2 separate regions of the Zea mays genome follow, and region 2 is linked to region 1. The links are chromatin contacts, called in public Hi-C maps. All regions are on one chromosome and are shown on one strand. The core of a region is the stretch at or near the end of the contact, and the rest is flanking DNA. Distances in the headings are between cores, read along the strand shown. Region 1 holds the start of LOC103627257 (RING-H2 finger protein ATL72). Region 2 holds the start of LOC103627259 (protein IDA-LIKE 2).

Evidence for each region. Hi-C and Micro-C count contacts between places; a contact is called where the count stands out from the background.
Region 2: a contact with region 1 is called in a Hi-C map of ear, with 4 times the contacts expected there. The contact joins the promoter of LOC103627259 here to the promoter of LOC103627257 in region 1. A contact is called at or near these places in 9 of 25 Hi-C or Micro-C datasets (bundle sheath, ear, endosperm and 5 more) and 2 of 3 datasets of contacts at active chromatin or transcription factors (leaf and seedling).

The regions. Positions count from the first base shown.
Region 1 is chr5:173,752,298-173,758,216 of Zm-B73-REFERENCE-NAM-5.0, reverse strand. LOC103627257 (RING-H2 finger protein ATL72) reads left to right here and starts at 2,501. Exons shown (of 1, transcript XM_008647543.4): 1 at 2,501-5,095. The coding sequence starts at 4,337. The coding sequence ends at 5,017. LOC103627258 (histidine decarboxylase-like) reads left to right here. Exons shown (of 5, transcript NM_001323601.1): 5 at 1-653. The coding sequence ends at 466.
Region 2 is chr5:173,963,834-173,969,733 of Zm-B73-REFERENCE-NAM-5.0, reverse strand. It overlaps LOC103627259 (protein IDA-LIKE 2), which reads right to left and starts at 1,329. Exons shown (of 1, transcript XM_008647545.4): 1 at 346-1,329. The coding sequence starts at 1,041. The coding sequence ends at 712.

The DNA.
Region 1 (5,919 bases), core at 1,252-3,751:
GGAGCACATAAATGCCCTTTCTAGCAATGTGGAGTATCTGGCGTCAAGGGATGCAACAATCATGGGAAGCAGGAATGGCCATGCCCCTATCTTCCTCTGGTACACCCTCAACAGGAAGGGCTACAGAGGCTTCCAGAAAGAAGTCCAAAAGTGCTTGAGAAACGCACACTACCTAAAAGATCGCCTCAAGGAAGCAGGAATCGGAGCGATGCTTAACGAGCTCAGTAGCACGGTCGTGTTTGAAAGGCCAAAGGATGAAGAATTTGTCCGAAGGTGGCAGCTGGCTTGTGAAGGGAATATAGCTCACGTTGTGGTGATGCCCAGTGTCAACATTGACAAGCTAGACTATTTCCTGAATGAGTTAGTTGAGAAACGGGCGACTTGGTACCAGGACGGGATAAGCCAGCCACCCTGCATTGCCAGAGACGTAGGTGTTGAGAGCTGTCTCTGTGGCCTTCACAAGTAGCGAGCCTTTTGCTTTGCAAGTGGGTTCATTCTTGAGTCGAGTTAAAAGTGTTATGTTGTACTGTGTTCATTCTTGAGTTGAGTTAAAAAGTGTTATGTTGTACTGTGTTCGTGCGTTCTGCTTCTGTGTTTCTCCACAGTGTAGCTTATTTGTTGCCATGGGAATAAAATTCCTTCTATTAAATTGATTGATGGAAGTTGCATCACGGTTGGCTTTATCCTTCTGCCATGCTTCTGTTACCTGTAGAACAAGGGGCAACTCTGCCAAGCTTCTGTTACCTGTAGAACGAGAGGTAACTCTCTCATGCTTCTGTTACCTGTAGAACAAGGGGCAACTGGGACAGCATTATTATTCATTTATTGATGAGGACTTCAGGCGCTGTTGCTGCAGCGGAGTGTAATAAAGCTTAACAAACTGGAGCACTGCTCGATTTTAGCGATAATGCTGGCCTTGCTCTTCTTTCAGAAATGCATAGCAAGTGGGTTTGAACAAATTTAAGGTTTATTTATGTGTATACCCAAAAACAAGTCATTTTGTTTTCCCCTTTTCACAAATGTGTATAGCATCTTGGTGGCACAAAAGGTGGATTGTATCTGTTGTTTTTTATAAGCTAGTGTTGTTGTTGTTTTTTTGGGTAAGCTAGAGTCATGTAGCTAGAGTCGTGTAGTCATGTAGCTAACTAAGAGGGTATTTAAATGCACTAGAGTTAAAAATTTACTAGTAGAATTAGCTAGCTAACTAACAACTAATTTACTAAAAATAGCTAATAGATGAAATATTAGTTAGGGTGTTTAGATGTCTTTAGCTAATTTTAGCCACTAACTATTATCTCTAGTGTATTCAAATATATCCTAACTATTAGCTACAGTGTATTCAAGCACCCCTAAGTCATAGTTGACTCCGCACAATATGTCCACGGTGAGATCCTCATATGCCATTGGTTGAAAAAAAAAAAGGTGAAGTTGCTTTCGATCGGATAGGAATAGAAGCTCAGGGTGCACCAAAGATCATATTCATCGCTATCTGGCCTCAACCTTGAATGCTCAACAAAAGCAGGTGGTTCTTCTATATGTATGATGTATCGACGAGTGGAATAACTTTTCTCCTACTTTGTTTATCCCACACAGGTTTTTTTTAATCCATACAAAAACCGGCGCGTTCAAGTGTAGAAAACAGAACTGTCTTTGCGCAGTACGGGAACGCTAGATCAAGCAAGTGAAGGTCCTTCGATGTTTTGGTTCCTTTTTTTATGCTTTGTTTAAACTTTCATGGCAGTCATTATTCATTTCATTCAATATTGGTTTCCTCCCCCGCTACATTTTGGATCAAGTTTTGAGTGTGTGGTGGACCATCTTCTTATCCACTCAGTGGTGCGCTTCCATTCTTCTCCATTTGCTACGCACTGTTGGCCATGCCAGAATACTGGAAGGATAACCTTTTTTATAATAAGTGTGTATATATACTACTCCTACATGAGACATATATTTGCCACGATCAGTGCATAATTTTTTTTATCGAGATATTTGAAGGATTATATGGATCGCATTGGGACATGCATCTGGTAAGCTACTGGGCATACTTATCTGGTTTGCCCTTTCTTTAGAACGTGTTACAGGCTTTTTTTTGGGATTAAAAAGCTACAGTGTTGTTGCACAAATCTGTTGCAACTCAAATTTGGGTAGGCAGGGAAGTAAACAGCTCGTCAAAACGTGGCCATCGTCTTGCTCGCTTAGAGCCTGCTTGGATACCCATATATATGCCTTAATCCAACCACTACAACACACATACGTTGAAGTAGATACATGGGCATCTAAACAAGGCTTTAAGCATAATTATCTCATTATCTTAAGCGTTTTTGAAGAAGAAGAAGAAGAAGAAGAAGAAAAAGTCTGTGTTTCTTGTTTTCGCTTCGAAAAACATTGTTCCTTATAAGCTTTTGCGGAAACCTGATAAAGCTAGGCCCTATGCTTATCCTATTGTTCCTTATGAACTTCTGCGAACGAAGTCCCACTATCCCAGAATGGATGTCCGTTATCATTCTGCTTGTCAATTCGCCTATTTTTGCTTTCCGTCCCTTTCTTAATCCACGTTCTGATTTCTGCACGTGGCTGCCTTTTCAGCTATCGAGCCAAAGCTTACGCAAAGAGACAGAGGTGTCGAATTAGCCTATACTTCCCACATGTGTTCCCTCCCTCAGGCCTCAAACATAGAAATAGAAGTCGGCTGTAATTATTTAATTTAATTTGGCTCATCAGGATTCAAGCTTGAGAACTCTGGCCCTGTGATACCCTATTGAATTGCATGTAGCTTAAGTCGATGGAATAAAAAAAAGGGTGCACTTATGGCTAATTCACTTTTATACTTGTCAACAATCAGAATCGTCCCAGACTCCCAGTGTGCCTGTGGCAGAACATTCTTTTGCTTCCTGGATAGTGGAGACAGTCACATATGAAAACGATCTTTTCGTGAGAAAACTAAGACAGAAAGAAAACATAAGACTCTGAACCTGCAGTTTAGCAAGATTAGACATTCCAGGAAATGCAACTAACGAGACAATCATCGTTGGAGGCAGCTGACCTGGGGCGCGCCATGCATCCTCGAAAGCAGGCAAAGCTTGTGGGTCGGAGTTGCGAGCTCTGCTCACTGTTCGAAGTGGAAGGGATCAGAAGCAGCCAATCAGCATATGCAAAAATGCGACGTGGTTTGTGAGTGGTAATTAGTTGCTTTGTCAGCTTCACCATCGATCGTGCTCACATGCTTCATTGTCTTGGTATGTTACTGCCTCATGATTGCTCCAAGATCGAGGATACGATTCTCTACAAGATTGGTTGGTGTGTGTTAGTGTTACTGTCAGCTGTCATACTAGTCAAACTCAACTTTCTTGGACCATGGTTTCTCTCTCTCTCTCACACACACACACAGCTCCCGTCTTTTTGTCAAGTTGAAGGTCTATCAAGTTGAAGGATGTTTCCTATAAGTGATACAAGAAGGCACTAGTGTCACAGACAGAGTTGCATTTATCATATGTATGCTTTAATTTGTTTTAGTCAGTAGTAATAGTAGTCAAGATGTTAATTAATCTACTAGTACCTGCGAGTGTACAATAATTGCAATCTGGAAAGAAACCGGATTTTTGGAAGTCAAACTCACTATCATATATGCTTTCCCTTGGGCAGACCATGCCCACGAGTTGAGTTGGCTGGCTGGACCAGAGTTTGACCCCCCAAAGTTCACAAATAATTCAGTTGCCATGAACCACACGGTATGGCAAGGAGTGGCAGAGGTCAAAGATACAGCCTCCCCCACATGCCACATGGCCTGCAAAAAGAGTGCAACACTAGCAAATAATTCAGTGCCTGATCTCCCTTTTCTAATCCATCTCTTGCTGCTGCATGTGTGCTGCTAAGCCTCCCTTATCCTGCTTTACACCCATGATCAGGCAGACAAGATCTGGTGCTATACCAGCTAGTGCCCCTCTGATTCCCGGAAAGCCACCACTGTTAACAACACACTCACACGCCCAGACCCAGCTAGCTAGCTTCCTAGTGCCTCCTGGCCGGCCTATCCATTGCCTTGGCTCCCCTGGGTGCTACTGCTGATGGGGAAAGACACCTATGCAAGTTCACGCCAAGCCTTACCGTTGGCTGCAATCTTGCTGCCCGCCTTAGCCTATATATACTGCTTCCAGTTCAGCACGGCTGAAACTTACTCTTACGAGTCGCGGAGCTAGAGTTACAGCGCTCGCTGGCCTTGAATTTTGTAGACGAGAGAACAGATTTGATTTCACCTGGGATTGTGATTTGGGAAGAAAGAGTCGGCGTCAGAGGAGAGGATCACAAGTTGACGAGTGAAGACACAGTTAAAGCAGGCATGCAAGAAGGGTACGTGTACTCGCGGAGGGCGCTGCTGCTGACTCCTCTGCACAGCTACGGGGAGAATGCGGCGGCGAGCCAGGTGGTGGCCGGGCAGGAAGCTCCGGCGGGCGACGGTGTCAGGAGCAGCAGCAGCAGCAGCTTCGACGCGAACGTGGTCATGATCCTGGCCGTGCTGCTGTGCGCGCTCATCTGCGCGCTGGGGCTCAACTCCATCGTGCGGTGCGCGCTCCGGTGCTCCAGCCGGACGTCGCCCGGCGGGGCGCAGCGCCAGCCGGGCGCGGGGGCGGGGGCGGGGGAGCCGGTGGCGCGGCTTGCGCAGGCTGGGGCGCGGAGGAAGGCGCTGCGCGCGATGCCGACGCTGGTCTACTCGGCGGGGCTGCTGCCGCTGCAGGCAGCAGGCGGCGGAGGGCCCGTGTGCGCCATCTGCCTGGCCGAGCTGGAGCCCGGGGAGCGCGTGCGGGTGCTGCCCAAGTGCAACCACGGCTTCCACGTCCGCTGCGTCGACCGCTGGCTGCTGGCGCGGTCCACGTGCCCGACGTGCCGGCAGCCGCTGTTCGGCGCGCCGCACAAGGGCTCCGGCTGCGCCGACGATGCCGGCGCCGGCGCCGAGCCTCCGGTGCGGGCGTTCCTCGTGCCGCTCCGGCCGGAAGGTTTCATGACGCCGTACGATTTTTAGACTAAGATAGTCGTGTAACCTTTGATTTGTAGAGAGTATACAAGCAAAGCAATACACGCATGGGCACCGATCACCGCATTCTACGTTTGTGCGGTCTTTTGCGTTAGGCCCTTTGGCTGGGCTCTGACTCACTTCTTTGGAGGAGGCTGAGCTGCTGTTTTGCAATTCATTTACAGGCCGTTTGGATCCCTTCATTTTAGAGAAATTGGAATTCACTCAATAAAGTAACTTATTTAGTTTAGAATTTGACATTCCACCACTTTCCAAAGTTGATATATAAGTCTATCTCAAATTCATGGGGTGAAGAATGAGAAATAGTTTTATGCATCAGTAGAATTTGTTTCTACTCTGTAACTTACATGACACTCTTCGTCTCACTCCTCTATAGTAAAAATATAGCATATAAATATCTCTGTCATCTTGCTAAAAATAGTATACAAATATATTTTGTATAAAATCGAATTATCTTAATTGATATATGTCTAAATTACTATTATTAGAATAGAATTCAATTCCTATGATCCAAACGGGGCGTTAGCGAAATAGTTTCTTATGTGTTTGTTTTAAGAGAAAAATATATAAGAAGCCGGTACAAGCCATGTATTTGGTGCTTTGGCTCCCAACAAAAAAAAAGACTCCAAATTTTGGAGGACTCTTGACGAGAAATCGTTTTTTATCATTTAATAGGGGGTTTCATGAAGAGTCTAACTAGAGTCCCTCAAAGAGACGTGTCAAAGGGCCCTTAATTTGTATGCATAATAGTTCTTTTGCGTAATCAGCCTGTCAAATAGAGGCCCTGTTTGGTTTCTTATTAGTCACTTAACTAAACTTTAGTGACTAAAATTTAGTCACTAAAATACCTTATTTGTTTCAGTGACTAAATCTAACTAAAGAGCATTAAT
Region 2 (5,900 bases), core at 80-2,579, 210 kb before region 1:
GTGAAATGTTGATGATGTGACCCAAAAAAGTGATATAGAGGGAAAATTTAGGGGTAACTCTTGCGGATAGCCTCAGAAAGCACAAAGCAACAGCGTTGATTGCGACTCGTGTCGTACGAGTATAGTACGTAGGCTCTGGTTGTTGTACACTCGTACTCTGCTCTGGCTGCATACCTAGCTAGCTTTATCCGCAAAAGCAAAATAAATAAATAAAAGACATAAAGCAAGCAGTGCGTGTGATGGCAGCAGCTGCAGCGAAACAGAAGCGTCGGTCCAGCTTTGCCCTGCTCAGGAAAGCAGCGCCGCGCCAGGGAAGAAGAGATAACAGAAAGGAACAAGAAGCAGTGAAGCACCGATAAACAACGCCTCCACCCACCTTTTCTTCTCCAAAAAAAAAACAAAAACAAAACAATAGCCTCATGTACATCATATCCTACAGAGAAGAAACGTGCCTCTTCTCCTCCAAGTATACATGCTAGTGCTGCTGCGTGCTACAACTAACCAACCACTACGAGAGCCTAGCTACGACCGACAAGGAAGCAAGGATTCAATTTAATCCACGTACGATGATGCATGCGACGCGAACTACGTATCTATCTTCGAGATCTTACTCTACAATATATCTTTTCTCGACCAGCCTCTCTCTCTCTCTCTCCAAACATTTGGTACGACGACGACGGTCGACGGCGCGCCGGTATACGTACGTCATCGTCAGGGATGGCTCTGGTCCTGCGCTCCGATGGAGTTGTGCTGCCGCGAGGGGCCGGACGGCGGCACGGGGCCCCTGGGGAAGAACCCCAGGAAACGGTTGGCGCTGCCTGGCTCCAGCAGCGGCCTGCCCCGGAACGGCTGCATGCCTCGCGCTCGCGCCGTCGCCTGGCAGCAGCTCGGCACCACCAGCATCAGGATCAAAAAGGCTAGCACCAGCCGCCACGGCGGCTTCTTGGCTAGTAATAATGGCCGCCGCCGCCCCCGCCGCCGCGGCGTCGCCCGGCTGCCGCTGCTGGCTTCTCCTGCTTCGAAACAGCCGGCGGCGGCCATGTACAGATCGCTAACCCGGCCCTGAGGCGGCGAGGGACTAGCTAGCTAGCTAGCCTAGCTGTGGCGGGCGTGTGGCGGTGGGCAAATGGCGAGGAGGAGGGCGGAAGGGAGGTGCTGATATATGGGTACGTAACGTTAGGCAGGGTGGGGGGCATGGAATGGAAGTCCTGAGGATGATGAGACAATTGGCAAGGCTTAAGATGTGTGTCGTTGCTGGATTTTAATTTTATACCGCCGGTTGGGTTTTAGCATGGTATGCTATGGACGAGGGGAGGTGCATGTCCCAGCCAAGGCGAGGGAGAAAAGTAGGCGAGGAGGATGTCGACCTAGCTATCCAGCAGTTTTCCCAACACGTACCAGCAAAATGTACCCCCGTTGAAAAACGATCCCTGTCTGTCCGGTCGTTCCTTCCTTGCAACAAGTACCTAGCTAGCTGTTTTTTTTTACATCTTTTTTTTTTTGCAGAACTTGTGAAACGATAAAAAAAATCTTTATGATAATTAAAACTACTGACCGTGTTTGCAACCTTTTTTTTCCTGTAATTAATTAATTGGCCTAGCTAAACGGTTGCTTACTACTACGAATCAACCGCTGGTTTTAATATGTCTAGCTGTTATTACACATTTTACTTTACAACTTGGAGCATGTACTGCTTCATCTGAAGACCGTGGCTGATGAATAATTGAATGCTTTGTTTCCTTGAGAAAACGAGCCCATCCGAATGTTGCCAAAACATCAGCATTGTTGAGTATCACACGTTTACATCGTTTCCTTCTCTGAGGCTGAGAGGAGAATAATAACCATATACATTTCTAAAGTTTTAAACCTTGTATTACCCAAAAACTACTGTAGACTGGAAATGGATAGGAGACAGGACCCCCACCCCCCCACCACCACAACACACACACACAAAGTGTCATCAGCCTGTTAGAAGAAAAGCTCAAGAACATATCGCCCTTATTTTGTGGGGGGGTGGAATGCTATGTGTTGCCGTGTCGTGCGCCCCAATTATTGCAGCAGCCGTGGGACAACAAGTGACGATGGAGAAAACGGACACGATCATGATCCGGTCTCTAGGGAGAGAAAAAAAAACAAGAATAATTCTCATCCAATGTATCTGGCAGTATTTAGTAATAGTGGACCGGATTCTGGGCTTCGCTGTGTCAGCTGCCCATTGCAGGCCGAGCAGCTGCAAGCTGCCGAACTGGTTGGTCATGCTTGGCGTGGCGAGCCCAGCCCACCAGTAGTTTGCAAAGTCTGCGCCGTCGTCTCGTCTTTGTCACGGCCGAGCAAAAGTTTCAGGCTGCCGACAGGGAACGTGTGCTCTTCATTTCAGACACCGGTTGTCGTTACTCCACTGGCTCTGCCTGGCATGTTATTACGGTCGCCCGTGCATCAGAGAGGCGCATGCGTGGAAGGAGAAGCAGGATATACATTGAGATCCTCAACCCAAGAGTGCACTACCCCATCACGCTATCCACTCCTTTTTTTTCTAGTCAAAGTGGGTGTTGAGTTATTAAATCAGTCATAATAATACGTGCGGAGTGCAAATGAAACTCGTGATCAGGTCAGATCAGATTCAAATGTGCAGTGCACTCCGTCCCGCTGATCGTGATGTAATAGTATATACAGTAGACCGTAATCCGCGGTATTACCACAACACCACCACTACGTAATTGCCTGCAGTAGATAGAGGACGGAGACAAGTCACTGCGGACATATACAGCGCTGGTTCCATTGTGATTTCTTCCTCCCTAGTCCCTATAAGGCTATAAACCACTACCGTATTCCTACAGTAGCCAGCATTATCCATGTAATGGTGACATGACATTATGGATACGACGGCAGCGCAGCGCAAAACGTAGCTGTGGATCGATATGATATGGCAGTTCTGTTAAGAGCAAGTTGGATGGATGTTGTCTCATTGGTGGTTTTTGGCACTGTCATGTAATCATATGACTAAAGATGATGTTTGTGAGTGGCATGGGTTACGACCATATGGCGGTGAACTAGTTTTATCTTACCGTTCTAAGTTTTTGCTCGCGTGCGACTGTTGCTTCACGGAATAAACACTCATTTCTCCCGTATTTCTCTGTCCTCTAAATCATAAAACAGCGAAGGAAGCGGTAGCAGACTGACTAAGCAGGTAGCGGCTGTACGACATGGACTCGTCCCGCCCATCTAGAACCTTCGGCTGTAGAATCGGAATGCCGTGGTGACGCGCGCGTCGCTCGTCGGCGTCCCAATGCCAGCTAGAACTGGCCCGTGTCCAGAACCTTCTTCGATAAAATCGGAGGTCTCGTGATCGCGTCCCCGGTCATCGGGCCGCCACGCGTCGATGGATTCACGCGCGTAAACATCAGCGAGTACGTACGTACTGCTACGTGTCGCGGAGAGCTTGAACCACAGCGCGCAGCCAGAGCTGGGTAAAGCTGTAATTTTTGTTGCCTAGGGCGGTTCCGTGTGCGCCGCCCAGAGTCGAGCCGCGTCACGTCGGTCCTCTTCCCTGTCGTGTCCGGCCCATGGACGATTATTGGAAGGTAGCTAGAGCGCCTCGTCCGTCCGGCGCGTGCGCTCGGATAAGAGGCTCCAACCGCCGAGACGTAGCTAGCCTGCTTGTCCGCTGGCCGCGCGCGGAACCACGGACGCGGAAGCCTGGTCACAGCTGGCAAGCTTCGTGCTCCCATCCGATTCGAGTTGGACCCTCCGGGTAAACGGCCGGCCGGTGATGGATGCATTGCATGGACAGGCGTTGCTGATGGCGACGCCGGCGCGCAACGAGAATACCGGCCTCGTCCGATCCGTCAGCCTCCAGCTGGGCGGCGGTTGGTCAGTGGTCACGCCATGCGCAAGCCGCAATCGACCTTGTCTGCTTGCTAGCTTCCCTTGTCTTGCGTGCTTGAGGCCTTGAGCCTCGGCGAGATGACCCCGGTCTGTAGGGTGTGGGAACTGACTAGACTAATCGAAACTCGGTCTTAAATTCTAGGTAACCAAAATTATAGTTATTGCGCTGTCGCAAGTTCTAATTTAACTGAATTATAGTACTCGGTTTGACCCAACTCAGCGCTGTTCGCTTCAGATTAAAGCTGATTATTTGAACTGTTGCAGTTGCAATCTATAGAGACAAAAACAATGTAGAAATAGTAGAAACCGGTACGGATTAAAACCAAACGAATACGATACTACGAAGTTGATTCCCCATGAATTTTAAAAAGTGAGATACGACATAAAATCCAATACAAATCCAACAACCAGCTTATAGAGAGGAGGCTGTGAAATTCTGGTAAAATTAAATATAAAATTTAGAAATTGTTTGACTAATAATAAGATTCTAAAATTGGATCTGTCGCATGCTTGAGGCCTTCGTGCTGTGCCACGAGAAGTTTACGCGTCTTCATCGCGCAGGTGTGATGCCGCCCTGAACATCATCGACAGTGACCGAGAAGATGGTCGACCGAGAAGATGGTCGCCGAGTTCCATGAGCGCACTGTCAAGGCGCTCGACATTTACAACGCCACGTGCAACGAATTGATCAGGTGCATCGCTAGGACCTGGGAGCGCCTCGTCAATATTGGCGCTTCCGCATTGTGGGCGTCAGGTGAGGTCCACTAGGGCCAACTCCGTTGCACGCGCAAGACGCTCACCGACCTCTTCCGCGCTCCTCGTCGATGACATCGCCGCATCCAGTGTCGGTGTTGTTTCTTCATTCTTATCCTCCCATTGTGAGTAAGTATAAGTACATAAAAGGTAGCAAGAATATAGTTCTTGGTCTAAAACGTTTGCTAGAATAAGTGAATCACTCATCAAATATGATTAATTGTATGCCATCACAATATATATACGTTCATTCTAGTGGTATTTTTTTTACCGGGCAGTGGGAGTACTTTTAACAAAGAAAACCTGTCACGTGACAGTTGCCAACCTCCACAATTGTGCCACCGTATTTCCCAACAACTAATGCTGGCGGCTGGCATATCTTGACCGGGCTCGTAAAGTCAGCGTCACGAGCTGTGGTTCGCATGATCTGCAAGAGTAACAGAAAAAATTGCTTGGACGACCAAGCTAAGCTAGCTGCACGCTAGAAAGATGATGTAGGGCTCCGGTCCACAGCCGAAAGTGCATTTGCGGATCCAGTAGATCACACGTACAATTATCACGCTATCCACTCCTTTTTTATTTTCTTCAGACTTTCATACCAATCTTAGGCCCCGTTTCAATTTTACGGGATAAACTTTAACTTCCTGCTAAACTTTAGCTATATGAATTGAAGTGCTAAAGTTTAGTTTCAATTACCACCATTAGCTCTCCTGTTTAGATTACAAATGGCTAAAAGTAGCTAAAAAAAAGCTGCTAAAGTTTATCTCGCGACATTGGAACAGCGCCTTAATCTTACGAGTGGCGTAAGTCAAAGTCAAAATCAGAATGATTATAGACGCACTGGACAGTCTGGTGCGCCACCGGTCACCAACGGTCGTCACCAACGGTTAATTTTGACAGCTAGCCGTTGGTCTGATGGCACACCGGACAGTGAACAATACATGTCTGGTGCACACCGGATAGTCCTGTGTGGCGGCTAAAATTCATTTTCCCAACTCGTTGATCTCGGGTTTTCTCGGGGGATAAGGCGCTGCCCCCGGAGCTAGCAGGCCCCACTGTCAGATGGTGCATCGGACAGTCCGAAACCCCTAAGACAGAAACCCTAACTTTTTTCCTTCTGTTTTTCGAATCGTTCTAACTCGTGAGTATGTTATAGAGTGACACCTACACTAGATGTGCGTGTGAATATGCACCAACACTACATTAGAATTCTCTTGGTCAAACTACCATCCACAACCCCTCTTTATAGTACGACTAAAATA